5 separate regions of the Mus musculus genome follow, and all the other regions are linked to region 1. The links are chromatin contacts, called in public Hi-C, HiChIP or PLAC-seq and promoter capture Hi-C maps. All regions are on one chromosome and are shown on one strand. The core of a region is the stretch at or near the end of the contact, and the rest is flanking DNA. Distances in the headings are between cores, read along the strand shown. Region 1 holds the start of Dph2 (DPH2 homolog). Region 2 holds the start of Armh1 (armadillo-like helical domain containing 1). Region 3 holds the start of Szt2 (SZT2 subunit of KICSTOR complex). Region 4 holds the start of Ebna1bp2 (EBNA1 binding protein 2). Region 5 overlaps Armh1 (armadillo-like helical domain containing 1).

Region 1 (5,046 bases), core at 186-2,685:
ATTCAGGGGGAAGCAGCGCCCAAAACGCTCCAGGGACTCAGGCTGTGAGCTCGGGGATCCCACTGGCAGGGGAAGAGCTGGGCGGGAGATGAGCAGATCTTGGTACTTTGGGAGCAGGAGCATGGCCAAAGGCTCTGAAAGAGGTGCATCAGAGTTGAAGTCTGGCAAAGTAAGAGATGTCTCATCCCCAGATGCCTCAATGTGACCCTAAAGGACAAGCCAGGCCAACTGAGGCCAAGAGCTCTAGGTAAGTGTGCTTAAATAGGAGGAATTAAGGCATGAAGCTGTGGACCCACCCTTCTTTCCCTCACAGGTATAATTTCTCACCTAGGGCATGGGCACAAGCTGGCTCACTCAGCAGTACCACCGGGGCTGTCGGATCTGGGTTCTGGGCTTCAAAGGCCTTTGCACAGAGCTCTAAAGCAACGGGTCGCTGACCAAGGACAAAGGTGATGGGCAGCTGCGAGGCTGGGGGGCTTAAGCAGGCAGGACCGAAGTGCACAAGGGCTTGAGCTCCAGCCTGCTCGGCGCCCAGCACATCCACACAGCAGCTGCAGGGGAGAGAGCATTGGTGAGAGGTGTTCCCTACCTGGAGAGAAGAGTTGTCATCAATGGGAAATGTGGCCAGTGGAGAAAATGGCACCAAGCTAGGAATTCACTGTGACTGAGGGAAGCTGGCATCAGGAGCTTCTCATCGTGCAAACACGGTCACTGGAGGCAGACACTGTGGGCTGGGAAACCCCATACCTGCCATAAGCTGTGTCCCCTAAAATGAACATCTTAGCTCCTGTGACTTCCTCCAGCCGGGCAGCCACCGCTCCCGCATCTCCTAGTAACTGGTCAGGGAACTGCAAAGTCACCTGTAAATACAAGCCACAAGTCAGCGACAACCTCACTCCTCCACCAACAGCCTCTGCAAAAAAACAAAAAACAAACAAAAAAACAAACAAACAAACAAAAAAACCCACTAAACATCCCAAGCCCCTACTTCTAAGGAGGCAGCCAGCCCCACAGAGTTGTGGGTAATCCGTGCGATACGGGCGGATCCCGACCCAAAGTCCCAATCTCCGCAACCCATACCCAGAGGAGAGCCCGCGCCCCGCGCCCCCTTTTCGCGCCCCCTTCTCTGAACCAGACCTCACCCGCTGACAACCTAAATCGCAGACAAATTTCGTAACTCGCTCCAGCTCATACACGCGGTCCAGGTCTTCAGGAGGAGTGAACTGTCCTGGAACGCCCGCCTCCCGTTGCAGGGCTGCCTCCGCAGGGCTGCTGAACGTAGACTCCATTGGGCGCAGCTTGGGTGGGGTGAGATGCAGCTGCACCCTCAAAAGTCCTCGAGGTCACAGCAGCTCTGTTTGTGGATCCGGACCAACCTGTCCTCGGGTCCTAGGATCCAAACCGTACGCTTCCAAATTCCCGGCTCTCCACTACACATGGACCTACGGAGATTACTTCCGGGTTCAAGGACTTCCCACAGAGAACCAATCACTAGCCTCTCACTCAGGACCAATCGGAAGTGCCGCAAAGCCTTGTGGGTGTTGTGGTTCCACTGGCTAAAGCTTCTTCCCGGATACCCTAAGGCCAGCCTGCCGGTGCCCTCTAATTTCTAAGTCACTAATTCAGTGTGAGCAGGCGCTATCTGCTGATCATATTTAAACGCGCGCGCGTGTGCACGTATATACATACAGTGAGAGCAAGGGTCCTTATACAGCTCAGTTCTTCAGGGTTGGCTGCAAGCTCCCTAATCCACCAAGCCATCTTCACAGCCCCCAGAATCTGAAACAGGGTCTTGCTGTGTGACCGAGCTGGATCTCCCAGTACTGCATAATTTCCAACTCAGTGCCCACAGCTTGGGTTTGAATATTTGTGAGCAGGTACTTACTGCCAGACATCGTAAAATGTCTCTATGTCCTTTACTTTGCCTGCTAGAGAATTGTCCCACAACCTGTTGTCCTCACGGTCTGTCAACCAAACACTGACCCTTGCTAAGTTCACCAGTTCATCATTAGAAGCAAGAATTATCCCATATAGATAAGAAAAACAAAACCATGTCTGCTGGTTCTAGAAACTGGGCTTTAGAGCCCGAATTTATTCTCTCGCCCCACCTCCTTGGGACTGAACCTGGGGCCTCGTGCATGGAAAGCAACGACTCTCTGGCTGAGCTACATCCCACATTCTCCCACACGACTTCTTATCATAAGGAGGGATGGGAGAGGAAGACTCTCTTCACGTGATGCCGTAGGGAAAAAGGACTGAAAACATGTGGCGCATCTCTGCATCCTCCAGGAGAGCTGAGAAATCAGGACTGTGGGAATGGGACTAACGGGGCTGGAGAAATGTTTCAGTGGCTAAGAGCACTTGCTGTGCTTGCAGTGGGTTCAGTTACCACCACCCACATGGTGGCTTATAACTATGTGCAACTCCAGTTCTAGGAGGTCCCTTTCCTTTTTTTTTGTTTTGTTTTTTTTTCGAGACAGGGTTTCTCTGTATAGCCCTGGCTATCCTGGAAGTCACTTTGTAGACCAGGCTGGCCTCAAACTCAGAAATCCGCCTGTCTCTGCCTCCCAAGTGCTGGGATTAAAGGCGTGCGCCACTACGCCCAGCTTTTTTTTTTTTTTTTTTTTTTTTTTTGTCCCTTTTCTAATACCTGCAGGCAACTACACTCAGGTGGTGCGCAGATATAAACTCAGCCATACACACATACACATTTTTTTTTAATTGGGACTGAGGAGCGGGATAAATAATGAAGTGGAAGACACTGATGCTACTAGCTGGCTGAGGAAGACACTGGATGGAAAAGAATGAAAGGCAGAATCAGTACAAAAGCTGGGGAAGATCAGAGGATGGGATGCAGTTACCCCATCCAGCAAGTGGATTCAGATGTCATGGATGGGAGTGGGGCGAACTCAGCCCGTTCTTCTGATCTTACTGATGGGTAACCAGAAGGGCAGGGCAGACAGAACTACAGCTGAGAAAATAAAGGAAGAAGTCCGGCTGCCGTGCGCTGTCCGTGGTCCTGACGGACTGATCTGATCTGCCTTAAAGGTGCTAAGAGGGAGAGCTAGGGGTACACAGGCAACGTTAGGTAACCCTTATTCCTCCTTTAAGGGATGAAAGGCCTTCCAGTTCCTCTCACTCCACCTTACTTTCTACAGCCCTCCTGACCACGTGCAAGTGGTGTTCTAAAACACCTTATCAAGGTGCAGGTGGTACACTGGCTGCAGCCCAGCTCTCTGACCCCTTGAAATGTACTCAATATAAATGAACATAAATAAAAATAAAATACCATACCACACATCCATCCTGGAAATCTAATCTCCACACCATTTCTTCCCATACCCCAGGTGGATCCTGAAGGCACATATTCTCAACAGAAATGCAACTTTCTCCACACAGCCATTCTGAACCCATTCTCTACTGAGTACATTAGCTACGATGGGGCCAGCCTTTGTTTGGCTTAGAACCAGGGACCTAGTACTCAGATTAGGTTGCTGATTAAATGTATGCATGAATCTAACAGGAGTATATATGGGCTGCTGATGCTGCTGTACTGTAGCCTCTCACCCTGGGAGCAAGAACAGGCAGTATTTGGTTCCAGGCTAGGCAGCTTGGATGGTAACACCCTCCCTGAGAGCTAGGTGTCCCCTCCATTCTTTGTTTTGTTTTTTGAGACAGGTTCTCATTATTCAGCGCTGGATATCGTGGAACTCACTGTGTAGATAGACCAGGCTGACCTTGAACTTACACAGGTCCGCTGGCCTTTGCCTCCCAAGGGCTAGGATTAAAGGCATTTGGTACCACACCCTCCCTATGTCCCCACTATTCTAAACCAAGGCCTGGGTCCGAGCATCTTTCCATTCTTCCGTCAGGCTTGGGTCCATGTAGGTGATGGAGGACAGAGAAAGGAGGCAGAGGCAGCAGTAAGAGTCCAGGTTTACTCTTTGGGAACAGGAAGGGGTAAGAAGGGGTGAGGCGGGACACACATGTCCCTCAGTAGTCAGCTGTGTAGTCCGTGCCATGTAGCCCCCGGCAGAGCAGTGTAAATTCCTTCACCATCTCCTTCACCCGTCTCTTGTTTACTCGCTCACTGTAGGGAAGGGAGAGCATATCAGCTTTGTCTACCAACACCATCACATCCACACCCCAGCTCAGGCCCACACCAGCTCTGCTCACCGAAGTATCTGCTGGCTAAAGGTGTCCTTCTGCTCAGGGCTGAGACGGGCAGATGGAAAACCAGGTGGCTGCAGAGCCTCCTTGATCCACATGCTCAGGAGGCTGAAGCAGTGTTTGTTCAGGGCGAACAGGATGTCGGCAAAACAGTCCATGAGGCTACGGGAGGCCTGGCCCCCGATGGCCTGAGGAAGAGGGGTTCTCAGTGCACCAGAGCCTGTCTCCTCTGTAGCAAGGAGGCCTAGCCATATCACAGGCTCTCTGGGATACGTCCACAGCCAAGCTGTGTAAGTGAGCACTGTCTTTTAAGAGACTGCAGATCCTCACAGCAACGTTCAAACATTTAACCGTGGGAGAAACAGTCGGAGAACTCAGGAAACCAAAGATTCAGCAACCCCCATCCCCACAACACAATGCCAGCCGCCTCAGCAGTGAAGGTCTCCCCACACCCAACCACTTACTCCAGCTCACCTCCAGCACTGCTATGAGCAGCATACGGCCATCTTCCTGTACCACTTTCCCCACAGACTCTATTTCCCCACATCGAGGCAGCAGCTCAGTCTGCAGGTGAGAAGCCTGTCAGCCCCAGCTCCTTCCCACCTCTCCGAGGTCAAGATCTGCACACCACACCCCTACCCTCCGAGTACTGGGGGGAATCAGGGGTCAGCATGGGACTCACAAAGAAGCCACAGGAGGCCTTGACAGTAGGTGCCTCAGGGAACTTGAGGGCCAGCACGGCTGTGGGAGAGGGAGAGGGAAGTCAGATGGGGCCTAGTGATGCAGGGGAACCCCAGGCCCGACTTTCCACTTGGCCCCACTTACCACACTGGAACACAGCTTTGACATCCAGTCGCTCACACAGGAACAAATCTG
Region 2 (5,721 bases), core at 2,086-4,585, 640 kb before region 1:
CCCCTCGTCCATCAGCGTCCATCAGCTTTCTGGTTTTGATGGTTTCCTTCACTGCTTAACCTCCCCTGAGATTCGTTGTCACGAGTTGGAAGCTTCGCTGGGTGAAGTCTTTCCTGAAGTCGCCACTCCCTTTAGTCTGATAAGCATCCAGTTTTTCTTTAATCTTTAAAAATCTCCTTGAGCATTGGACTTAGTTAGCTCCATTACACTGCCTGGTGCTCCTTTCCTTCTCCAGTTGGACATTTTGTATTTTTCTTTTCCTTTTAAAAAAAATTTCTAATTTAAGCCGGGCGTGGTGGCTCACGCCTTTAATCCCAGCACTGAGGAGGCAGAGGCAGGCGGATTTCTGAGTTCGAGGCCAGCCTGGTCTACAAAGTGAGTTCCAGGACAGCCAGGGCTACACAGAGAAACCCTGTCTTGAAAAACCAAAAAAAAAAAAAAATTCTAATTTATTTCAAAGATTTATTAATTGATTATATGTAAGTACACTGTAGAAGTCTTCAGACACTTTTTCTTCTCGCTCCAGTCCCAATTGCTCGCTGTAGCTGTCTTCAGACACCCCAGAAGAGGGCATCAGATCTCATTATGGATGGTTGTGAGCCACCATGTGGTTGCTGGGATTTGAACTCATGACCTCTGAAAGAGCTGTCAGTGCTCTTAACCCGCTGAGCCATCTCTCCAGCCCTATTCTGTATTTTTCTTGCTCAGTTTGCTCCCTTTCATTATAGATATAGTGTGACACGAGGCTGCCTTGAAATCTCCTCAGCCAATGCCATTAATCCAAAACTCTTCAGTTTAGCCTTAGGCAATTTTTTTTTGGGGGGGGGCGGACAAGGGCAGAAAGCAGCTACATTCTCTGCCAAAACATCACAAGAATGATCTCTAGGCCACACATAATATTCTCCTCTGAAACCTCTTGAATTTGGCCAGCATGATCTTCATTGCTCTCAGCACCAGTCTTCCAAACTCCTACTAGTGTGGTCCATTAAGGGTAGCTTAAAATATTCAACTGTTTTCCTAATCCAAAGTCCCAAAGTTCACACTGCACCCATAAGCAGCACAGTCAGGTCTCACCCAGCAAGACTCTGCCTCTTGGTACCAATTTCTGTCTTAGTCAATGTTCTATTGCTGTGAGGAGACACCATAACCATGGCAACTTTTATAAAGGAAATAATTTAATTGGGGCTGGCTTGCACTTTCAGAGGTCTAGTTCATTATCAGCATGGCGGGAACATGGTGGTATACAGTGAGGCATGGTGCTGGGAGGAGCTGAGAGTTTGACATCCAGACCCCACCACACTGGGTATCTTTATCTCTCTCCACCTTTTTACTCTTTTAAAAAAATATTATTTATGGTTATGGGGATGGAGAGATGGTTCAGCAGTTAAGAGCACTGACTGCTCTTCCAGAGGTCCTGAGTTCAACTCCCAGCAACCACATGGTGGCTCACAACCATCTGTAATGGGATCTGGTGCCCTCTTCTGGTGTGTCTGAAGAGAGTGACAGCGTACTCACATACATGAAATAAATAAATCTGTAAAAAGCATCACTGTTGTTACTGTGTGGATGATGTATTTGTGAGAGAGGGTATATGTATGGCACAGGACAAGCGCCGAGGGTCAAAGGTTAATGGTGTGGAGTTGGCTTTGTCCTCCCTCCTTTCTGTGACTTCACAGAGGGAGTGCAGGTCACCAGGCTTGCTCAGCAAGCACCTTTAGTCACTGAGCCATCTCACCATCACTTGTCATTTTTTTTTTTTTTTTTGAGGGATTTTCCACTGAATCTGGATCTTGCTGATTTGGCCAAAGTGACTGGCCAGCAAGTCTCTGGGATATGCCTGATTCTGCCTCCTCGGTTCTGGGAAAGCTGTGTGCCCCCCCACACCCCCCCCGCAGCTTTTTAAAAAAAGATTTATTTATTTATCATATCTAAGCGCACTGTAGCTGTCTTCAGACACCTCAGAAGAGGGCATCAGATCTCATTACAGATGGTTGTGAGCCACCATGTGGTTGCTGGGATTTGAATTCAGGACCTTCAAAAGAGCAGTCAGTGCTCTTAACCACTGAGTAATCTCTCCAGCCCCCCCCCCCCGCCCCCGAAGCCTTTATGTGTGTCCTGGGGGTCTAAGTTGGTTCCTCACACTAGCTCAGCCATCTCCCCAGTTACTCCTCAGCAGTGTAAAGTGAGAGTCCCCACGGTTGGGGGCCATATGCTTTCACATACCCAATTCCCCTGTGATTTTATCTTTTATCTCTTTGCTGGATCTCTCTCATCTGAACAAAAGCCTGTACCTCCTAGCGGTTGCCAGCGAATGACAAAATAACTTGCCTTGCAAGTGTTCCATCCCCCCTCTTTCTTTTAAGACAAGTCTCATGTAGCATAGGCTAGCCTGGAACTTGTTATGTAGCTGAGGATGGCTTGAAGCATTTAGACTCCTGGCTGGGATTCCAGGGACATACCACTATGCTGTCACCTCCCACTCACTCTCAAGCCACTGACTCTTTTGTTCACTGGAATGGCACTTGCAAAGGTTGCTAACAACTTCTTTGTAAATCCAGTGCCATCTTTGAGGTTTTATTTACCGTATTAATCATCAGCCCTCAATACTTTCCTCCTGGTTTCTGTCTCCTACACACCATACCCACTCATTCCCATCACCCAAATAGCTTCTTTTTCTGTTTATGTATGTATGCATGTATGTGTTTATTTATTTATTTTGGACAGGGTGTCTCTGTGTAGCCCTGGCTGTCCTGGAGATAGATCAGGATGGTCTCAAACTCACAGAGTTCAACTCCTCACAGCTGGAATTAAATGCATGCGCCATTATGCCCAGCTCAGAAAATATTTACTAAATGTAAGAAAGCTGTACTCCTGTACTCGTCTAAACTACTTGGACTCACACATGAAAGGCCATGTCTTATTACCCGAAGACCCCTTTCCAGTCAGGCAACCAGTCTCAACCCACAGGTTTAGAAGGACCCGTTGGCACGCGCCGCCTAACACTGTTTTGTTCGTTTTTTCTGCCTCCAGCCTGGGAACTGCTGCTGGCGATGGAGGTAGATGTAGTTAGAGGTGCAAGTTCAAGTTTTCTACCAAGTACCAGAAGACAAAGTTCTGAGATGCCCTCTGCAGACCCGTAATACTTCATTCAACTCTCCCACCGACTCTTACCTTCACAGGAGGGTGCGGTCGCTCCGAGAGCGCTGCCCCACTGACCAATACTTGATCCAAGATCAAGAGAGTCAGCCAATTGCTGGGGCCCAAAGACAGTAGGGGCGGGGCGCGGTTGCTAGGGCCGGGCTAGTGGGTGCCGCCCGAGGCGCGAAGCGACTCCCTGGTTGCTAGGCAGGGAGGTCACAGAGTGCGGCTCGGGGATTGGACAGCGCTGGGCGTGGGCGGGGAGGGGCGTGGCCCGGCGGCGTCCCGGCCCCGCCGAGGTGAAACTGCGGGAGTTCCGGCGGGAGGCCTGTGCTGAAGACCCGCACCTTCACCATGGCCTCGGCCGAGCTGGATTACAGCATCGAGATCCCGGATCAGCCCTGCTGGAGCCAGAGTATGGAGGGGGATTGGGAAGGTGACCTAACAGCGATGCCCCGCCCACCCTGCGGCCCGCCCTCCCTCGGCCCGCCCCCTTCGGGGGTCCCGCAGGGCTGGCTAGAGCTTGCGGGGCGCTCCCAGCCCCGCCCCCCGTGCCCCGCCCCCAGTCGACTGAGGGTCTTTCTGTTCCACAACAGGTTCTCAAGGTTCTGCTTCCCTTTGTAGCTGGAGGCCCTTCAAGGTTCATTCTAATTCTTTTGTTTTGGATTCTCGCTCCTCATTTGCAAGTGTGACTAGGCCCATCCTTCATTTTTGCAGAGGTTTGGATTCCTGGGGGAGCCTCTGGTCCTCAGAAAAGCCAAGGGACTCAGCAAGCCTAGTCCTGCCCTTCTCAGCTCACCCTGGCAGTGGTTAACAGAATGGTCGGTTAGGCCGGGTGGAATTCTGTTGAAATCCTATCCCTTTAGTAATTGGATGACCTTCGGCAAACTTTCAACTTTGAATTTTAGTTTTCCTGGAGCAAAGCTGAGGAAAAATTGCTGGTTGCACAACTGAGATTATTTGTGTAAAGGACTTGGCATGAATCCTGATGGAAGTAAGCTTAGTAGTTGGCATTTAAACTTAACGTGTGTGTGTGTGTGTGTGTGTGTGTGTGTTTAACCCTCCTAAGGCCATATCATTAAAAAAAGATGTGTGGGAGGCCTCCTAAGATTAGTAGCTTGTAAAGTAGTGTAAGTTGTTGGACCAGAGAATGGAAGGTTGTCCCTTTTGGAAACTGGGGCAGAGGAGGCTTGGAGTACAGGTCGGCCAATGCTGCTCTTTGGTGTTTCCAGTCCACTGCCCCGCACTTGTCCAGCTCATCATAAAGTTTAGCTAGGGGGTGCTTCCTTCAAAAGCCTCCCCAGAGCCAGGTGGTGGTGGCGCACACCTTTAATCCCAGCACTTGGGAGACAGAAGCAGGCGGTTTTCTGAGTTCGAGGCCAGCATGGTCTACAGAGTGAGTTCCAGTACAGCCAGGACTACACAGAGAAACCCTGTCTCAAAAAACCAAAAAACCAAAACCAAAAACAAAAAAAGTCTCCCCAGGCCTCCCTTCCTATGCCCTCCTGTCCCACTGTGTGTTTCTTGCTTGGAATCTATCTAGGATGGGGCAGGGGCCTCTCATCTCCTAAAGCACGAAGGAAGGACTGCCACTATCTGTTTCTCCCTAGAGGTGGATCGTTGGGCTTATAGATGTGAAAGGACTTTTGAAGAATTTTTGACAATAGCATTAGATGAAGTCAGTTACTATTTCTGTCTTGGCAGAACCATCAGCTGCAAAGGGCTGGTTCTCCATTCTGCAAGGCCAGGAGGGTAGGGACTCTCTCTCTCCCCACGTGGGTAGAGACAGTCTTATTTATTTAGGCAGGACTGGGGGATTGAACGCAGGGCCTCATGCGTGCTAAGGCAAGTGCTTTACCACTGTGTCATACTCAGCCCGCATTAACTTTGATTGCATATTTATTTATTTGTGTGTGTGCATGCACACCGTAGTGTATGTGCACAGGTCAGAGGACAGTTGGTAGCAGTTGGTTCTCTTTTCCTTCTGGGTGGGCTGGAGCGCTAGCTCAGGTCCTGTGCTTTGTCAGTAAGTGCTTCTCCCTGCTGAGCCGACTCACCAGCTCAGCCTTCCTTTTATGACAGTTGTCTTGACTGGCCTTGAACTTACTCTGTAGCCCAAACGAGCTTGAAATTGCCAATATCCTCTAATCTTTCCCAGTAGCTAACGTTCCAGGCCTGTTGTAGAAATTGTTAGAAAGCACTTCCTATTGAGCCACATTAGCCTCACATCCCTTCTGCTCAGTTCAGCTTTTGCTGTGTCCCTGCCTTGGGCTAGTTATTGGCACCTCAAGCGTTTCATGTTCAGATGCCATGCAGAGAGCTGTGGTTTTCTGGAGGGAGGGAATGTAGAAGCAGATGGTTTTGCAATGATGTGGATACTATCTAGAAAGTGAGCCTTCTTCCTCTCGAAGGGACAGCGTTCCTGCTTCCTCAAACCTTTCCTCCAAGAGGAAGTTCCTCCAGGGCTCACGGTTGTTTCCACTGCTTCCCTCTCATGGTGCATGCTCCAGACTTAAGCCAGAGGTGATGGAATGTTTCCTTAACCCTAACCCTAACCCTGACCCCAGGTGCACTGTGGGCTCT
Region 3 (5,475 bases), core at 2,157-4,656, 520 kb after region 1:
GGGAACTGAACTCAGAGCCTCTGGAAGAGCAGCCAGTGCTCTTAATTGCTGAGCCATCTCTCCAGCCCGGGGAACTTACAATCTTGCAGCACGTTTCCACAAACACTATGTGAGTTTCTCCTGCAAACCACAAGCTCCCGAAGGCAGGAGAGCTGCTTTATCCGGGCTTTGTGCCCTTGTGCTTGGTAAATTGACTCATATGAGACCCCGTAAGTCTCCAGTTTGCTACATGAGCATTTTTCCAGTTACTGCCTCAGCCTTGCCCACAGCAGACACTGAAAAAACCTTCACTGAGTAAATGAGGGAATGAGGCCTCCTAGGTGGGATCTCAGATCCAGCTCCTGAGAGGCACAGTCCCCACTCACACACCTAGCAATGTCGGCAGCAGCCTTACTTTCCACTATACAAACCCCTGCCAACTTGTGACTTGTGACATATCCTCTGACAATAAAGGAAAAAGTCTGTCATTTCGTCAATGTGGTAAATCTTAACAGGCTTTGCGACTTGGTCAGCAGTCTTTTTGATCCCCCTCCCCGCCCCCAGATTTTTCCATCCCCCCCCCCAAACAGACCAACTTGCCTACTACCATTCACAAAAACTGAATAATCACCCTAGTTATTGTATCATTACAAACTGAATAAGCATGCTAACAGCTAAGGATGTGGTTTTAGGACAGCAAGACACAAAGTAACCTGATCCTGTCTAAGGTCTTAGAAGGATGGGAGGAAGGTCCATCAGAGCTTGCTGCTGGACGTCCCAGATGGAGGACAGACATCGGCTACTTAAGTACTGAAAGTGCACTGGAGCATTGAGCTGCACAATGCACGGCTTCCACTTCTCTACCTTTTTTTTGCTTTCAAAGCTGTTTTGGATGACCGCTTTTTCCAAGGCCCAGTTGAAGTCTGGTTCACCTGTCAGTTCTTATGGAATCCATCTTGAACCCAGGAATGTTGGTCTAGCCTTCTCGGAAAATTCCCGTTTATCTGATTGCTTGATGGGACCATTTCCAAAACCTCCTAAGCTTTTTTACATTTCAGATGTACTTCACCAGAACCAGAAGGCTGGCTTAATATAATTTAAGCAGGTAGAATGTTTTGCAAAGTGGGATCTGAGCGCCAGCTGCATCAGAATCACCTGAGCCGTTTATTAAAATGCATTATTTGATTCCTGGGTACAATCAGAGACCAACTGAATTCAGAGCTGACAGAGCTCAAGAATCTCCATTTTAACTAGCTCCCCTGGGGATTTTTCCGTATGACTGATTGAGACATTTTTTAATTCAGTTGTGTTTCATAGCATTCACCTCCACATGGAGCTTCAATCCTGACTTCCCTTGAGTCTGATGTGCCTGCCTTTTGAAGCAGTCTGATAAACAAGACAAAGCCAGGCTCTTGGAGTCAAGAGACCTGGATTCTGATGTGTTCTAGTACATGCTAAGTATGTGATCTTGCAGGTTACCCAACTGTCATCTAGGCTTTATTGTAATAGCAAGATAAGGAGATCTTTGCAGGGATACTGACATTAAAGGGGGGAGGGGAGTACAATGGTGTCGGAAGGCTATCACTGATTACGATCGTCGCTGAGGCCCACATACACCGATGCCAAGCTGGATAGTGATGCCAGGCACTGTGTTGCCACTCCCACCCACCCACCAGAGTTTCTTCCTGCTTCTTTAAGACTAAAGACCAAATTATTCTCTTGAGCTTTTTCTAAACCATGTGCTTTCTTCCCACAAAATAACGTCGATACCTCTGCCTCCTAACTATCCGAAGCCTGCCAGCATGATAAACCTTAACCTCTGGCATAACTGCGAGCTGAGCCTTCTCTTTCCCAGTCTCAGCCCCATCACCCACCACTATGGTAAAAGCAGGCCCTTCAGTGTTAAAGGCACCTTGGGGCAAATACTGGCTCTGCATGTTTCTCCATTCCTGAACAGGGAAAGCAAGAATGACAATTTCCTGAGGATTCTACCTGTGTTAGATACTTAGAGAACTTAAACTTCCTGGATCCCACCCATTTGTGGAAGGAGGTTAAATGCCCCACTAAATGTGACACTTCACTTACGCCTCTGCAACACCTATTATAATCCAATGTTCATTTAGTCCCCACAGCTAAGGAGTCTCTGTTTTACCCTCTGCATCCACCCTAACCCTCAGCACAATTCTGGTTGCAGAACAGCACTTGCTTCTTCCTCTCTTTTGGGAGCCTAGCCTCTCTAAACATCACCCTTTCTTCTTGGTATTCTGTTTCTACCCTATTCACTCATAGGGTTTTCATGTGTGTAGTTTATCACATCCTCCCCATACACGGGTGTGTGTACTCATACATTATACATATATAAGATCACACCCGTGTCAGAGTGCACGTGTGCAGGTCAGAGGACAACTTGTAGCTGTAGAGCGAGCTCACCTACCTGGGAGTTCTAGCCCCAATACTAGCTGCACAACTATGCTTCTTTTAATAGTGGCACCTCAGTTTCCTGAAAAGAGGGATGATAATGGTGTTTGCCTTATAGGGTTGAAAGAACTGGTAACAGTAAAGAGCTCAGAATTGTGGCTGGCATACAGTAAGAATTCGACAAGTAGCCATTGCTATTTGTATCGTTACGCACATGCATCAACCTTCCCTCCTACAAGGCTATCCCTCTGGGGTCCTGGACACGCTAGCCAAATTTGGTACCTCCTCGGATCCGCTCGTTCAGTTGGAAGGAGTAGTCCTAAGGTATCTTTGCATGGCATGACACCTCACCTGCTCTGACTTCAGTTGTCTGCTCTGTACATGACAATAAATACTGCCAGATTCCCTGCTGGAGTCTGAATGTCAAAACATACATATAGGGTTCTTTGCATCTAGGGGGTGGGGGGTGGGGTGGGGGGGCGGGTGCCTCGTCTGCCTTTTCTGCCTTAACTTGTGATCCCCAAGCCACATCACAGAACAAATACTTTTATAAAGAAGGAAGCAGGGTCTGTCCTAAGTTAAGACTGGCCAGAGGGTTGTAGGGCTTTGCCAAGAGCACGAACGCTAGAGCGAAATCAACTCATGCTATTGATTGCATTCCAATAGATGAGATACAAAAAACCCCGCAAAGTCGGTCAGCTTCGGCGTGGCACAATGAAAATCCCAACTAATAACCAAAACACGAGTTTTTATCAGCATCACTATCGCTAACAAGTCTGTGGATGGGCGACGAAGATCAGGATGGCATCTGAGTAAACAAAACAGCAACGGCCTCCTTGAGGCTCCGGAGGGTGAAGGCTGCCACACGCCCGCCCTCGGGCCTCGGCCCCGCGCCCGCCCATCCCTCACCTCTGGCTCGGGGCGCTCCGAGGCCATCACACAGCCCTCCCGCGCCGGCCCGGGCCAGGGAGGTTGCTCCACTCCTGACCTCTGACCCGGCTAGTTCTGTACCGGGCAGGAACCGGAAGTTGTTGGGATGGTCCCGTTTTGAGTTTTCTGATTGGTGAGCGCAGCAAGCCGTGCGAGAAACCGGAAAGGGAAGTGGTTGCGCCCGCCGGGCCGCGGCAATGCAGGTGAGAAGCGGGTTGGGCCTTATAGCCGCTGGCGGGAGGGTGATTGGGCTGAGGACACCGGGGAGTTGGGGCTGTGAGCGGAGGGCAGAGGAAAGGCAGCGGAGCCAGAGAGAGCGAGGCCAGCTGCGGGAGGCGCGGGCATCGAGCCCGCTGATGTGAGAAGGTCGGAGGCCCGGGGAGGAAAGGCGGACTTGATTGAGCGTGGAAAAGGATCGTGGTGGCATTTGGGAAGGCTCGGGAAAGTAGTGGGCTGCCGCACGCCTCGATCTAGGCTGTTGGACACAGGCGTCATAAGGCTTCAGAAGGCTAAAGGGATCGTGGGCCTCCAAGGATGAAAACTAAGCTGTTTGTAATTCGAGGCTGTGGGTGGAACCCGGTGTCCAACCCCCTCAGTCACATAGTCAGGTTTGCAAATCAGCTTTGCATCATTCTTCCCGGCTTGTACCTCGTTGCTAAGGGCGGAGAAGTGGGGTAAATAGTCCTCAGATAGTCAAACGGAAACCCTCTGCCGCCTCAGCGTTTAAAATTGTCTAACACTCAGAAACAATGTGCAGGTTTCCTCGCCTTTGTCTTTCATTACTCTTTCATTACTCACTTGGCTTGTTGCATCTGATAAACCTACACTGTTTATGGGTCACCCGAATTATGAAAGAGACACGGGAATATTGGCACAAAGATGCACGTTGACTTTCCAAAGCACCAAATGCTATGGATAAACGGCCAGTTGGGGGACCGGGAAGGGGATTGCAGAGCTGGTATTCAGAGAAAACCTTACAGAGAGGCAACGTGTGAGATTGTCCAGATTGTGTGGTTGACAGTAGCTACACTCACAAGAGGATGACCAGAGGCACCCATGATATAATGAACTTCGGGAATTATTTAGGCTGTGTGTGCAGATAGCACCCCTGTTATCATGGCAAACCTTTCTGAGGTGAACTGAACTTCCTGAAAAAAACAAAACAAAACTGTGTCAATGCCAACACCACAGAGTGACACGAGGGATTCTCATCCACCCAAGGAAAGCAGCGCAGTGACAATAAGCAGTCGTGAGGTAGGCAGGCCACATCTATTTTCCAGAAGAGGAACTGACAAAGAAGAGTGTGCAGAAACCTGAGCACGTTCCTATTAACCCTACTGCAAATCTAAGAGAATGTTGTCTACTGGGAGAGGCAGTGTTTGAGAGCTGGGAGGAGGAGAGCATGGAATTAAAAAGGTGCAAGGCTAAGTGAGTTCGAAGCCAGTTTTGTTACAAAGACAAATCATGAGGTTTCAAGCCAAAGAGAATTAGGTCTGGTGCAATGACCTTCTTGAAGGACCACAGTGTAGGAGGGTTATAGAGGAATCAGTTAGTAGGAGGACTTCAGGCCAGGTGAACAGGTTGAAAGGTCTAAGGGTTGATGCTATCTGTAACCCAAATACCAAGATAGAAAACAATTTAGCTTTTCTGAATGTGTCACGCTCACTTGTATCTGAGTAACCAAACACACTGTTGATGCAGAGGGAGGAGAAGCAGCTTGAGGCATCATTAGATGCCCTGCTGAATCAAGTGGCCGATCTGAAGAATTCACTGGGGAGTTTCATTTACAAGTTGGAAAACGAGTATGACCGGCTGACCTGGTAAGGATTGCCAGGACAAGCTGGGGAGGGATCCATGGGTGGTGGGGCCAAGCCCCCTGGCTGACAGGACATCTCCAGCGATGTACCCATTTATCAACTTGCAAATATCCTTTTTGATTTGGAAAGAACTAGGTTGCCCAACATTGACAAGTTTAGTTTGGCTTAAAGCCTCCATGGCAAGGAAGTAGAAAAATGTCCAGTTTCCCAACCTAGGCTGTTTCTAGGTTTTAATTCTTACGCTTTGGCTTCCTTAGTGAGGAGGCATTTCCTCAGTGGAAGACCATTATAGCTCCATTTATGGTGGCTCTCCTTCCACACATGAGGCTGG
Region 4 (5,306 bases), core at 1,615-4,114, 730 kb after region 1:
GTATTCAAAAAATTTTATACCCAGTCAAACTATCTTTTAAAAATGAAGATGAAACAAGGCACTTTCATACAAAGACTTGAAGAATTGAGTACTATGTCTCACCACTAAATGTAAAAGGAAAAAAGATTCCAGCTGAACTGTATTAACTGTAACAAGCAGCAGTAGCAGAGTCTAGTGAATATGAGAGAAAATATGCATAAATATTGTCTGAATTAAACGGTGGTTGGTTTAGTGTTAGTAAGTTATATATAAAGATCTATATTAAATACAGAAAATATATACTAGGAAATCCATTATCTGATCACTGAGGGAAAATGAATAAAAAACTGGGAAAATAATTTATTTAACCTGATACAGGGCACTGACATTTGTTCATAGCAAACACCATTCTTTATAAAGAAATATTAATAGAATTCTCTATGATTAGAAACATGATGACTGTGAGCATTTTCACTGCTTCTATTCAACTCTTGAGATGCTTCCCAGTATAGTGACATAAGACAAAGAAACCATTATTATGGGTCCATGTGACTGTCTGTGTAGGATACCCCAAAGAATCTACAGAGAGTTGTTAGAATTAGCAATAGTCCAACAAATATGCTGGACATAAAAGCTAATAAATTAAAGTCAACTCCCCCTCCCCTCCCCGTGTGAGTGTATGTTTGACATGGCATTCCCGTAGAGGTGAAAGGACAGACATCCTGGAGTGTGGGTCTTCTACCTTGTCCAAGGCAGGATCTTTTTGCAGTTCACTACTGTGCATGCATGCCAGGCTGGCTGGCTCACAGGCTTCTGTGGAGTTTCCATTTTTCCACAGAAGCAATGGGATTACAGACGTGTTGCTATTATGCCTGGCTTTATGCATGTTCAAATTTAGGTCCTCAGACATGCCTGGAAAGTGCTTTACCTGCTTAGCCATGTCCCCAGTTAATACAGTTTATTCTTGCAGAATATTTACATGGTGTTTGATGACTTTTACTTCTTTAAAACTAAGAATTATTTTCCTTTTTTTTTTTTTTCTGAGACAGGGTTTCTCTGTATAGCTCTGGCTGTCCTGGAACTCACTTTGTAGACAAGGCTGGCTCCGAACTCAGAAATCCGCCTGCCTCTGCCTCTGCCTCCTGAGTGCTGGGATTAAAGGCGTGCACCACCATGCCCGGCAAAAACTAAGAATTATTGTTCATTCACAGATACCACAAGGAAGAAAAAAAGCACAGGCTTCAGAAAGAAATATTTCTTTCTTACTTTTTGTTTTGCTTTTGTTTTTTTGTGACAGGGTTTCTCTGTGTAGCCCTAGCTGTCCTGGAACTCTGCAGAACAGGTTGGCCTTGAACTAAGAGATCTATCTGTCCCTGTCTCTCCAGTGCTGGGATTAAAGGCATCACTGCTTAGCTAATTATTTCTAACATATATACCTGACAAATTATTAGAATACAGGATATGTAAAATATGTCTATAACTAAATAAGAGAGATACCCCTTAGAACAAAATCTTACAAAAGTAACTGAAAAATTGGTAAAACTATTAACATAAAACTAGGGATATTCCAGGGGCTGGAGAGATGGCTCAGAGGTTAAGAGCACTGGCTGTTCTTCCAGAGGTCCTGAGTTCAATTCCCAGCAACCACATGGTGGCTCACAACCATCTGTAATGAGATCTGGTACCCTCTTCTGGCCTGCAGGTATACATTCAGGCAGAAAACTGTATACATAACTCTTTAAAATAAGTAAATAATCCGGGCAGTGGTGGCATACACCTTTAATCCCAGCACTTGGGAGGCAGAGGCAGGCAGATTTCTGAGTTCGAGGCCAGCCTGGTCTACAGAGTGAGTTCCAGGACAGTCAGGGCTACACAGAGAAACTCTGTCTCGAAAAACCAAAAAAAAAAAAAATGTTAAAAGGTTATTTGTCACTTAAGATAAAAATTTCAGCGTCTCCATCAGACATGGGTTCAATGAAGGTCATGTACTCTCAAAACCGTTAGACTCAAAAGAAGGTTCTGGTGAGGACAAACACAACTGCAGGAGAATACAAGAAAAACACTGTTTAAAGTAACTCTTCTCTGGAGTCATTGTGGAAAAGTACTTTTAAAACGTGTGTTATTTTACCTGTCATTTTGGCTACTTGTGTCACGTTAATCTATGATTAAGTAGTGTAAATGGCCATTTATTTTGTTTACATTTATAAAAATATGTGGATAACCCAGTTATCAAAAAAAAATCTTCCCAATCGTTGAGATTGTGCGGTTTTGTGTAGCACATGCCTTTAATGTATGTGTCAGAATGGAAAAGGTGGTTTCTTTTTTTCTTTTTTACCTGCAATGAATTTTTGCCATTTCTGATCTATATTGTACTTCACACAGTGATTTCCTGAAGGAAATATAATGATCTGTTCATCGAAGAAGAAGACATTGTTGGTCACGTGAGGCCGAAGACCAAAAACATGAAGCGCCTGAGCTACCACGGTGGACATGGTACCTGTCAAAAAGTATTGCAAAAGATGAAGAAAGAGGCAAGTAGGTGGGAGTGAAGCCGAGCAGCGCATCTCCCTTTCCTGCCCCGCCCCGCCCCGCCCATGGCCCCGGCCCGCCCCTCCCTGACCCCGCCTCGCCCCTCCATCGCCCCGCCCCTAGGCTCCTCTTCCTTTCCACCCCACCCCCGGGGCTCTTTCCGAGCCTTTCCTTCCTCTCCTGCACTCCCACCGCCCTCAGATCCTTAGGAGGACCCCAAAGAAACTATTTACCTCTTGCTTCACGGCTCTGGGTTACTAGACTACGTAGGGATCAGTAGGTGCTCTTCCTAAAGATCCGAAGCAATCCGGGCACGCCCAAACGCTAGAGCAGTTCCTATAGCAACGAGAAAACCGGAAGTGCGGCTATGAACCCGGAAGCGGAAGTCCCTGTTGAAAAGGCAGAGGCTTGTGGAGAATTTGTTGGCGGTGGTGCTGCTTGTGGGCACGTGGAGTGGCAGCCGAACCTCGCGGGGCGGAAGGCCGCGAGATGGACACCCCTCCGCTTTCAGAGTCGGACTCGGAGTCGGATGCGTGCCTGGCCTCAGATCAAGAGGTAGGCCGCAGCGGAGCTAGCGGGGCAGGGGCTGGGACGGGGACTTTATTTAGCTCTTTGGTACTGAGGCTCCCCGGTCTGTAGTTGCAGGATGCGTTTTCCCGCGGACTCCTGAAGCCAGGTCTCAATGTCGTGCTAGAGAAGCCGAAGAAGGCAGTGAATGACGTGGTGAGCTCGTGCGAGGGTCGGGGTCCTTGGAACAGGATGCGCACAAGCGCTGTGCCTCTTGGGAGACCGATTCTGGTGGGAAAGATGCACCCTGCGCTGCGGTCGTCATCCTGTGCGGATATTTGAGCATAGGACTTTGGGTTTCTGAGAGTCAAACTCGCGGTTCTCATGAGCGCCTTGTCTGACTTAACCTAGAGTGGCCTGAAACAGTGCTTGGCTGAATTCAGACGGGATCTGGAGTGGGTTGAAAGGCTCGATGTGACCCTGGGTCCAGTGCCAGAAGTCAGTGAGACTCAGCCAACACCTCAGAACCAGGACCAGAAGAAAGGCGTTAATCCAGAAGACGACTTCCAGAGGGAAATGAGTTTGTATGTTTGTTATGGGTCCTGCGATGGAGTTACAGGAAGGGGGTCTTAGTGTGTCTGCAACCTCAGAGGCACTGGGCGGGGTTAGCACGAGCGTGCGAGTGGATCTAGCGGGTTCCTCTGGTGGAAAGAATAGGTTCTTGGTCGCCGTTTAACCAGAACCCTGCTCGAGGGATGTTTCAGAATAATTCATTTGAAGCTTGTGTGGGTGCCTCCAATCATTAGAACACACTTTGCCTAGGGAATGTTATGAGTGCTCTTTCTGTAATGATTGGGAAACAGTTCATAGTCTGCGCAGTATTTAATAAGCTCGTTGTTTTAAACTGACTTGCTCTTGGAAGTATTTTCCCCTCGTAAATAAACATAAAGTGAGATTTCAGTTATATGTGCAATCAGTGGAGTTTTAGTTGGTGTGTCTGTCTTATCTTGCCAGTGCTGGTGGGATGTGATAGCTCTGAGGTTAGGTAACTTCTGAGAGGCAGTAAGAAGACATGAGCGCCCTTCCCCTCCCCTCATTACACCCTGTCCTGTAATGTCAGCTACCGGCAGGCCCAGGCAGCAGTGCTTGCGGTATTACCCCGACTCCATCAGCTCCAAGTCCCTACGAAGAGGCCCACCGATTATTTTGCAGAAATGGCCAAGTCTGATCAGCAGATGCAAAAGGTAGGTTTTTCTTCTGGAAAGCCAAGGTTTCATTTGTTCAGCTGGGTCATTCCTGTAGTCTTCAAAAAAAAAAAAAGATGTGTGGTGTTTGTAGCCAGTATTTCAACAGTCTCTGCTTCAGAGCCATGCCAGTCGCCTAGGCAAATTAGAGAGAGACGGTCTGGAGAAGTATGGGCCCTACGAAAAGAAGCTTGCGTATTTCTTCCCTGTCAGAGTGAGTGGAGTGGACAGACACAACAGTCTTAGAGTTCTGGCCCAGCAATGCCAAGGAGATTACTGTTGCTTCTAGATGGGGTTTTCCTCTCTGGCCCTTTAGCTTTTTAGAAATGGAAGACTTGACGGATAACTCAGATGTGGTGTGACTTAGAGTTGGGGGTTTGCGTATTTCTTCCCTGTCAGAGTGAGTGGAGTGGACAGACACAACAGTCTTAGAGTTCTGGCCCAGCAATGCCAAGGAGATTACTGTTGCTTCTAGATGGGGTTTTCCTCTCTGGCCCTTTAGCTTTTTAGAAATGGAAGACTTGACGGATAACTCAGATGTGGTGTGACTTAGAGTTGGGGGATTTGATCTTCACTTAACTTTGGGAGGAAAAAAACCTTGACGTCACATCCAGGATGTATTTAAAATTGTTCCTTTGGTCTCAGTCTTTGGCCTAGAGAATTACAGGTGGTACCTCAAGAGGCCAATCCTGAGACAAGCACAGATCCATCTACATCTGACAGTCACACACATAACTACTTAGCACTTTCAGTACAATGTGTGTGTGAGTGTGTGTGTGTGTGTGATGGAAGAGGTGAGGTACGAGTGTGCAGGAACTATTACAGATGTGGGCCATTAGAATGCTGCAGTTTTGCCTTAATCTGTGGAGAAACAGCAGGTCCTGTATGATAAGTAGGCAGCTTTGTGCCTTAGAGAGTCAGGGTCGTGTTTAAGCTCCTTCAGCCCATGGACACTTTTGGTGCCAGGCTCAGCTTTGGGACCGTATTGTTTTAATTTGGAAATCTAGGACAGTAAATGAGTTCCACAGCGTTCAGAGCTAGTCAGAC
Region 5 (4,923 bases), core at 2,407-4,906, 670 kb before region 1:
TTCCCACTTCCAGGGGGCAGTCCCATGGAGGAGTCCTACCACTGAAGATCTTGGCCTGCAGTTTGGATGTCTCCTTGACTGGTGGCATGAGCAGCGCCACAAGGCCCTTGAGCAGAGGCAAGCGCACGTCGTAGTGGATCAGGTCCTTTATCAGCTCGATGGCTGGAGGAGGAGAGAGATGCTGGGGAGGCCCTGTGTCCTTCCAAACCTACCATACCTTTTACCCTGCTGCCTCTGTCACCTCTCCTAGTACCTTCTGCTGCTCAGTACTGGTAAGACCTTATGGGGGAGGTTACCCATCCTTCCTGCCATTCTGGAGCCCATGATTAAATACAAGAGTAGGAGTCAGAGGGAAGGAAGGGGATGCCTAGCCCATCAAGAAAGTCCCGGAGGTCAGAGCTGCGGATCTGAGGCCCACAGAAAAGAGCTGCCTTTAGCTTGAAGGGCTTCAGGTTTGATTAGAGGAAGAAAGGGCTGGGTTAGAACAGATTACATTTACCTTTTAAAAATCTGATCCCTAGGGATCAAACACTCAGGGCCTCCTACATTCTAGGCAAGCATTTAGCTACATCCTCAGAAGTAGCTAGGAAAGGTAGCCACAACATCTGCTTCCTCCACAAAATACTTCCTACAGGGAGACGCCTGCAGTCTCTGCACTCCAGATGCTGGGGCACGAGGATTTTGAATTTGAGCATGGTTTAGGCTTTAGGTAGATCAAGACCCTTTATCGCCGGGCAGTGGTGGTGCACGCCTTTAATCCCAGCATTTAGGAGGCAGAAGCAGGCGGATTTCTGAGTTTGAGGCCAGCCTGGTCTACAGAGTGAGTTCCAGGACAGCCAGAGATACACAGAGAAACCCTGTCTCGGAAAACAAAAACAAACAAAAAAAGACCCTCTATCTATCTAACTAAAGTTTTTTTTAATGAATTAACAAAACAAAATAAAACAAACAAACAAACAAACAAACAAAAAGGAGAAACACTTTTTATGCAGCTCGGGACAGTGGAACAAGTTTGTGCTCTAAGCACTTGGGAGGCTGAGGAAGTCAGAGGCAGGAGCTTTGAGTTTGAGGATAGCTCTATATAGCTAATTCCTGACAAATCTAGGCTACACAGTCAGACTCTGTCTCAGACGAACGAATGGAAACCACGACAAGACGACAGTGCTAACAGCCACCCACTGTCCTCTTGGTCCTGCCAGCCATGTCTCTGGATTGTGTGCTTCATAGAGATCCTCCAGGGTACCCTCAAAGTCAATTCTGATGCAGCCCCTGACACTTCTTGATGCTCAGAGGTGGCTCGTATTGTTGTTGCTACTGTAGTGGATGGGGGCCTAGGCTATGTAGCCCTGGCTGGACTGGGGCTTGTTATGTAGACCAGACTGACTCTGAACTCAGAGATCCTTCTGCCTCTGCCTCCCGAGTGCTGGGACAAGAGACTGCATTTGGCGTGCCCATCTGATTAGCGTTCTAACCTGGAGTCACAGATCCGAAAACACTGTACAGGGACAGGGTCCAGCCCTGGGGTGCCGCAGAGCATTTGGAGCCTCTCTGGCATCTCCCAAACTTTATGCAAACAAAACAAGAAGCTCTGAATGCTTGGCAGCCACTGTGTGCAGCGGCCAGAGTCCCAGACTCTCCAATGTTTCTTACTTGCTCTGCTGCTGGGTTGATGGGGATGCGTTTGGGTCTGAACGCTTTGACTCCTTTTATTGGATTGTGAGTCACTTTGCCAGCTAGAGCAGGATGCCACAGCGATGCCAGTGCACCCTGGGAAATATGTCTATGCCTGAGATGTGAAGAGAAGTGACTGGGTGGATGCCCAGGCTCCAAAGGAGTGTAAGAAGATATGTTTATGATAAATTCCTGGCTGGGAGCAGCAGGTTCTGCAACGTAGTCAGATATTCCAGGAGATAAATATTTACTTCTGCCAACCCACTTTAAACTGAATGCTTCATCTTCCATTGGTTATGTAACTAGAATGCTCGAAGCTCCTGGGACAAATGAAGATTTTTCTCACCCAGCCAGTTCTGTGTTTTGTGTTCGCAGCTGTCACTGGTTATACCCAAAGAGAGAGAAGCAGGGCCCTGCCTCTCTGCTGAGACATTTGCTCTCTGAGCAAGCACTTTACGGACTCATCCCCACCCCTTGGCCAACCCGGATGGGGCATGCGCTCGCTACAGGACCTGTGCTGAGGAGATAGAGGGGGCAGTGATCAGCAGATGTAAGGTGGATGCCATGGACACTTAGTTCAAGAGGAAAGAGTCATATCTCAAGTCCAGAAAGCCCACAGCCTGAAGCTGGATGAGGCAGCACGTGCCTATAAGAGCAACACTCGGGAGCTGGAGGGCCACTGCTTACTTCATATAGAGTTTGAGGCCAGTCTAAGCTGTCTAAGACTCTGTCTAAAAAAACCAAAGCAAAACAACTCACCCTTGTCTGCACCAGGATGCCTCGTGCTTTCCTGCTGATCCCTCTGAACAGATGAAGAAGTTGAGGGCAAGTGGCCTTGTTAGGGGGCCAGTGAGCAGGAAAGCTTCTACCAGGGTTAATGTTCCTGTGGCAAAAGGACCTTACAAGTGGCCAAGTAACCAAAGTTGGTGGTGGCGCACGCCTTTGACCTCTGCCTTGGGAGGCAGAGGCAGGCAGATCTCTGAGTTCAAAGTCAGCCTGGTCTACAGAGTGAGTTCCAGAACAGCCAGGGCTACATGGAGAAATCCTGTCTCGAAACAAAACAAAGGAACAAAATAAGTGGTCCAGCACTTGGATATCCCGTGTGTGCGGGAGAATAAAATATTCCATCCCAGGTGTGTGTGTGTTTGGCTTTGGCATTTTAGAATTGCTTTTTGCTACTGTTTTTTTTGTTGTTGTTGTTTTGTTTTTTTGTTTGTTTGGGTTTTTTTTGTTTTTGTTTTTGTTTTTTTGAGACAGGATCTTTCTACATAGTCCCAGATAGCCTAGAACTAACTAACTATGTAGTCCAGGCTGGCCTTGAACTCATAGAGATCCACCTGCCTCTGCCTCCTGAGTGCTGGGAATAAAGGTATGTGCCACCATGCCCAGCATCAGAGTTGGTTATCAGAGAAACTGTACGGCCTCTTGTAGATAGGAACAGGTCTGGAAGGCCGCCCTTCTCTTAAAGGGGCTGACATTATGAAGGAAATCTGTCTTAGCCAGCTCGTGGCTATGCACAGGCTTTTCTATGACGTACCCTCCTTTTTGCTTAGGGAAGATCTTTTCATGACAGAAGAGGTTGGGGTCCGACACTTGCCCAGACAGATTGCATCACAGGTGGTTTTTGACTAGGGACTTTGTGTAACCGGAAATCCTTTTGTGCCTCCTCCCAGCAACCTTCCATAAAGAGCAGCCACTTCCTTTTCCTCCATAACTGGAAGCCTGAATGCCTCTACATAAAGTTCAGTTAACCAGCACCTCCCTTCAGCCTCATACTCTGTAGGATTCTACAGAGTTTTTTTTTTCTGTTACTCTGTCTATAAATCATTTTACAGATGAAGATGATCATGCCTTGACAGCGAACAGACTAAATCTAAAGCTGGTGTACACATGCAGTCACTTCCACGGTGCCCACCCATGTCTTTGCTGCTAGAGTCTTGGGAAACCGGTTTACTGTGCACTTCTGGACGAGACTGCCACCTGCTGGCTGCACAGAGGAAGCACGCTTCAGCATAAATTTTCTTTCTTTTCTACTGGAATATCCTTGCAGGCTGTACTTGACCAGTCACATGCTCTCTGATTCCTGAGTGTTCTGCTGCCCTTTTAACTACATTCTATTCAAATACTAATGTTGAAGCACTAAAAATAGATTAACTCATACATTTTTAATTACACCGTATTCAAAGACCAATGCTGAAACACTAAAAATAGATGGATTAATTATTAGACATGGAGCCTTCACTGTTAGATCAAACTGGCCTTCATTTTGTGGCAGTCCTCCTGCTACCGCCTCCATCGTCGGCGGTTACAGACACATGCCATCATGCCCAGATAAAAATACTTTCAGAGAATTGCTTTTTAAGAGCTGAGGAGGACTGATGAGATGGTTCAGTGGACAAAGACACTTGAAACCAAGCCTCATCAACTGAGTAGGATCCCAGGGTTGCATGGTGGAAGGAGAAAAGTTCTGCTAGTTATCCCCCAACCTTGCCATCCCTGTGGCATGCACACCCCCTCCCAAATAAATAAATAAGGCAGGAGAGGCTCAGCAGTTAACACACTTTTTTTTGTTGTTGTTTTGTTTTGTTTTGTTTTTTTTTGACAGGGTTTCTCTGTGTAGCCCTGGCTGTCCTGGAACTCACTCTGTACACCAGGCTGGCCTCGAACTCAGAAATCCACCTGCCTCTGCCTCCCGAGTGCTGGGATTAAAGGCGTGGGCCACCACTGCCCGGCATTAACACACTTGTTAAGCAAGCTTGAGAACTGGAGTTCATGTCCCCAGCACCCAGGTAAACTGGGCTAGCACTGTGGCTGGGTTGCACTCTTAGCACTAGGGAACTAGAGACAGAGATCCCAGGGGCAAGCTGGTTAGCCCAGCTCATCACATTGGTGAGTTACAGGTTCAGCTAGAGACATTAACATGTAAACAGAGTGGCTAAGGAAGACCTCTGATGTCATTTTCTGACCTCCATGCACATGTGTGCGAGTGCACACACACACACACACACACACACACACACACACACACACACACAACTTTAAAGTCTAGCCAGACTCAGCTGAGAGAAGCTGAGATAAGTGGGTTGGTTAAGTGCTGGGGATCAAGGCTATCCTGGATAATGCAGCAAGAATCTGTCTCCAAAATGCAAACAAAAAATATATTATCAGTATTGTTATTGTATTTGTTTGTTTACTTATTTACTTACTTATTTGTGACAGGGTCTATCTTTATAGTCCTTGTTGTCTTGGAGC

What was found. Promoter capture Hi-C pulls out the DNA fragments that hold promoters and counts their contacts. A called contact is a pair of places that touch in the nucleus more often than the background predicts. HiChIP or PLAC-seq counts read pairs in DNA pulled down with a chosen protein or histone mark.
Region 2: a promoter capture Hi-C map of pre-B cells shows a contact between it and region 1. The contact joins the promoter of Armh1 here to the promoter of Dph2 in region 1. A contact is called at or near these places in 12 of 39 promoter capture datasets (the C10 cell line, embryonic stem cells, fetal liver and 8 more), 3 of 115 datasets of contacts at active chromatin or transcription factors (cardiomyocytes, embryonic stem cells and pro-B cells) and 2 of 9 other capture datasets (liver and pancreatic islet).
Region 3: a contact with region 1 is called in a promoter capture Hi-C map of embryonic stem cells, with 4 times the contacts expected there. The contact joins the promoter of Szt2 here to the promoter of Dph2 in region 1. A contact is called at or near these places in 10 of 39 promoter capture datasets (the C10 cell line, cranial neural crest, embryonic stem cells and 4 more), 7 of 484 Hi-C or Micro-C datasets (CD4 T cells, CD8 T cells, the G1E-ER4 cell line and 3 more), 4 of 115 datasets of contacts at active chromatin or transcription factors (bone marrow-derived macrophages, embryonic stem cells and stem cell-derived neural progenitor cells) and 4 of 9 other capture datasets (adipose tissue, embryonic stem cells, liver and 1 more).
Region 4: a Hi-C map of regulatory T cells shows a contact between it and region 1, with 12 times the contacts expected there. The contact joins the promoter of Ebna1bp2 here to the promoter of Dph2 in region 1. A contact is called at or near these places in 10 of 39 promoter capture datasets (the C10 cell line, the HPC-7 cell line, cranial neural crest and 7 more), 13 of 484 Hi-C or Micro-C datasets (B cells, CD4 T cells, CD8 T cells and 6 more), 1 of 115 datasets of contacts at active chromatin or transcription factors (large pre-B cells) and 2 of 9 other capture datasets (adipose tissue and liver).
Region 5: a contact with region 1 is called in an H3K4me3 HiChIP or PLAC-seq map of pro-B cells, with 4 times the contacts expected there. The contact joins the enhancer-like site here to the promoter of Dph2 in region 1. A contact is called at or near these places in 6 of 39 promoter capture datasets (the 3T3-L1 cell line, the C10 cell line, hippocampal neurons and 2 more), 1 of 484 Hi-C or Micro-C datasets (CD4 T cells) and 5 of 115 datasets of contacts at active chromatin or transcription factors (bone marrow-derived macrophages, embryonic forebrain, microglia and 2 more).

Annotation. Positions count from the first base shown.
Region 1 is chr4:117,890,568-117,895,613 of GRCm38.p6, forward strand. It overlaps Dph2 (DPH2 homolog), which reads right to left and starts at 1,436. Exons shown (of 6, transcript NM_026344.3): 1 at 1,143-1,436; 2 at 748-860; 3 at 328-551; 4 at 1-134. The coding sequence starts at 1,289. It overlaps Ipo13 (importin 13), which reads right to left. Exons shown (of 20, transcript NM_146152.3): 16 at 4,996-5,046; 17 at 4,853-4,911; 18 at 4,645-4,734; 19 at 4,177-4,358; 20 at 3,926-4,090. The coding sequence ends at 3,994.
Region 2 is chr4:117,248,582-117,254,302 of GRCm38.p6, forward strand. Armh1 (armadillo-like helical domain containing 1) reads right to left here and starts at 3,336. Exons shown (of 13, transcript NM_001145637.1): 1 at 3,172-3,336. Tmem53 (transmembrane protein 53) reads left to right here and starts at 3,370. Exons shown (of 3, transcript NM_026837.3): 1 at 3,370-3,553. The coding sequence starts at 3,493.
Region 3 is chr4:118,405,857-118,411,331 of GRCm38.p6, forward strand. It overlaps Szt2 (SZT2 subunit of KICSTOR complex), which reads right to left and starts at 3,407. Exons shown (of 72, transcript NM_198170.4): 1 at 3,307-3,407. The coding sequence starts at 3,333. It overlaps Med8 (mediator complex subunit 8), which reads left to right and starts at 3,481. Exons shown (of 7, transcript NM_020000.3): 1 at 3,481-3,530; 2 at 5,029-5,147. The coding sequence starts at 3,525.
Region 4 is chr4:118,617,935-118,623,240 of GRCm38.p6, forward strand. Ebna1bp2 (EBNA1 binding protein 2) reads left to right here and starts at 2,865. Exons shown (of 9, transcript NM_026932.4): 1 at 2,865-3,063; 2 at 3,148-3,231; 3 at 3,427-3,599; 4 at 4,136-4,259. The coding sequence starts at 2,998. It overlaps Cfap57 (cilia and flagella associated protein 57), which reads right to left and starts at 2,851. Exons shown (of 23, transcript NM_026789.5): 1 at 2,742-2,851; 2 at 2,315-2,476. The coding sequence starts at 2,471.
Region 5 is chr4:117,215,400-117,220,322 of GRCm38.p6, forward strand. It overlaps Armh1 (armadillo-like helical domain containing 1), which reads right to left. Exons shown (of 13, transcript NM_001145637.1): 8 at 40-162. Among named protein-coding and RNA genes, the nearest start is that of Gm23287, 7.0 kb to the left of the region's middle. Within about 2 kb of position 3,657, at least 48 of the 459 cell types and tissues checked have an H3K27ac peak or open chromatin away from gene starts, as enhancers often do. A contact at or near this core is called in bone marrow-derived macrophages and pro-B cells, where this site is marked.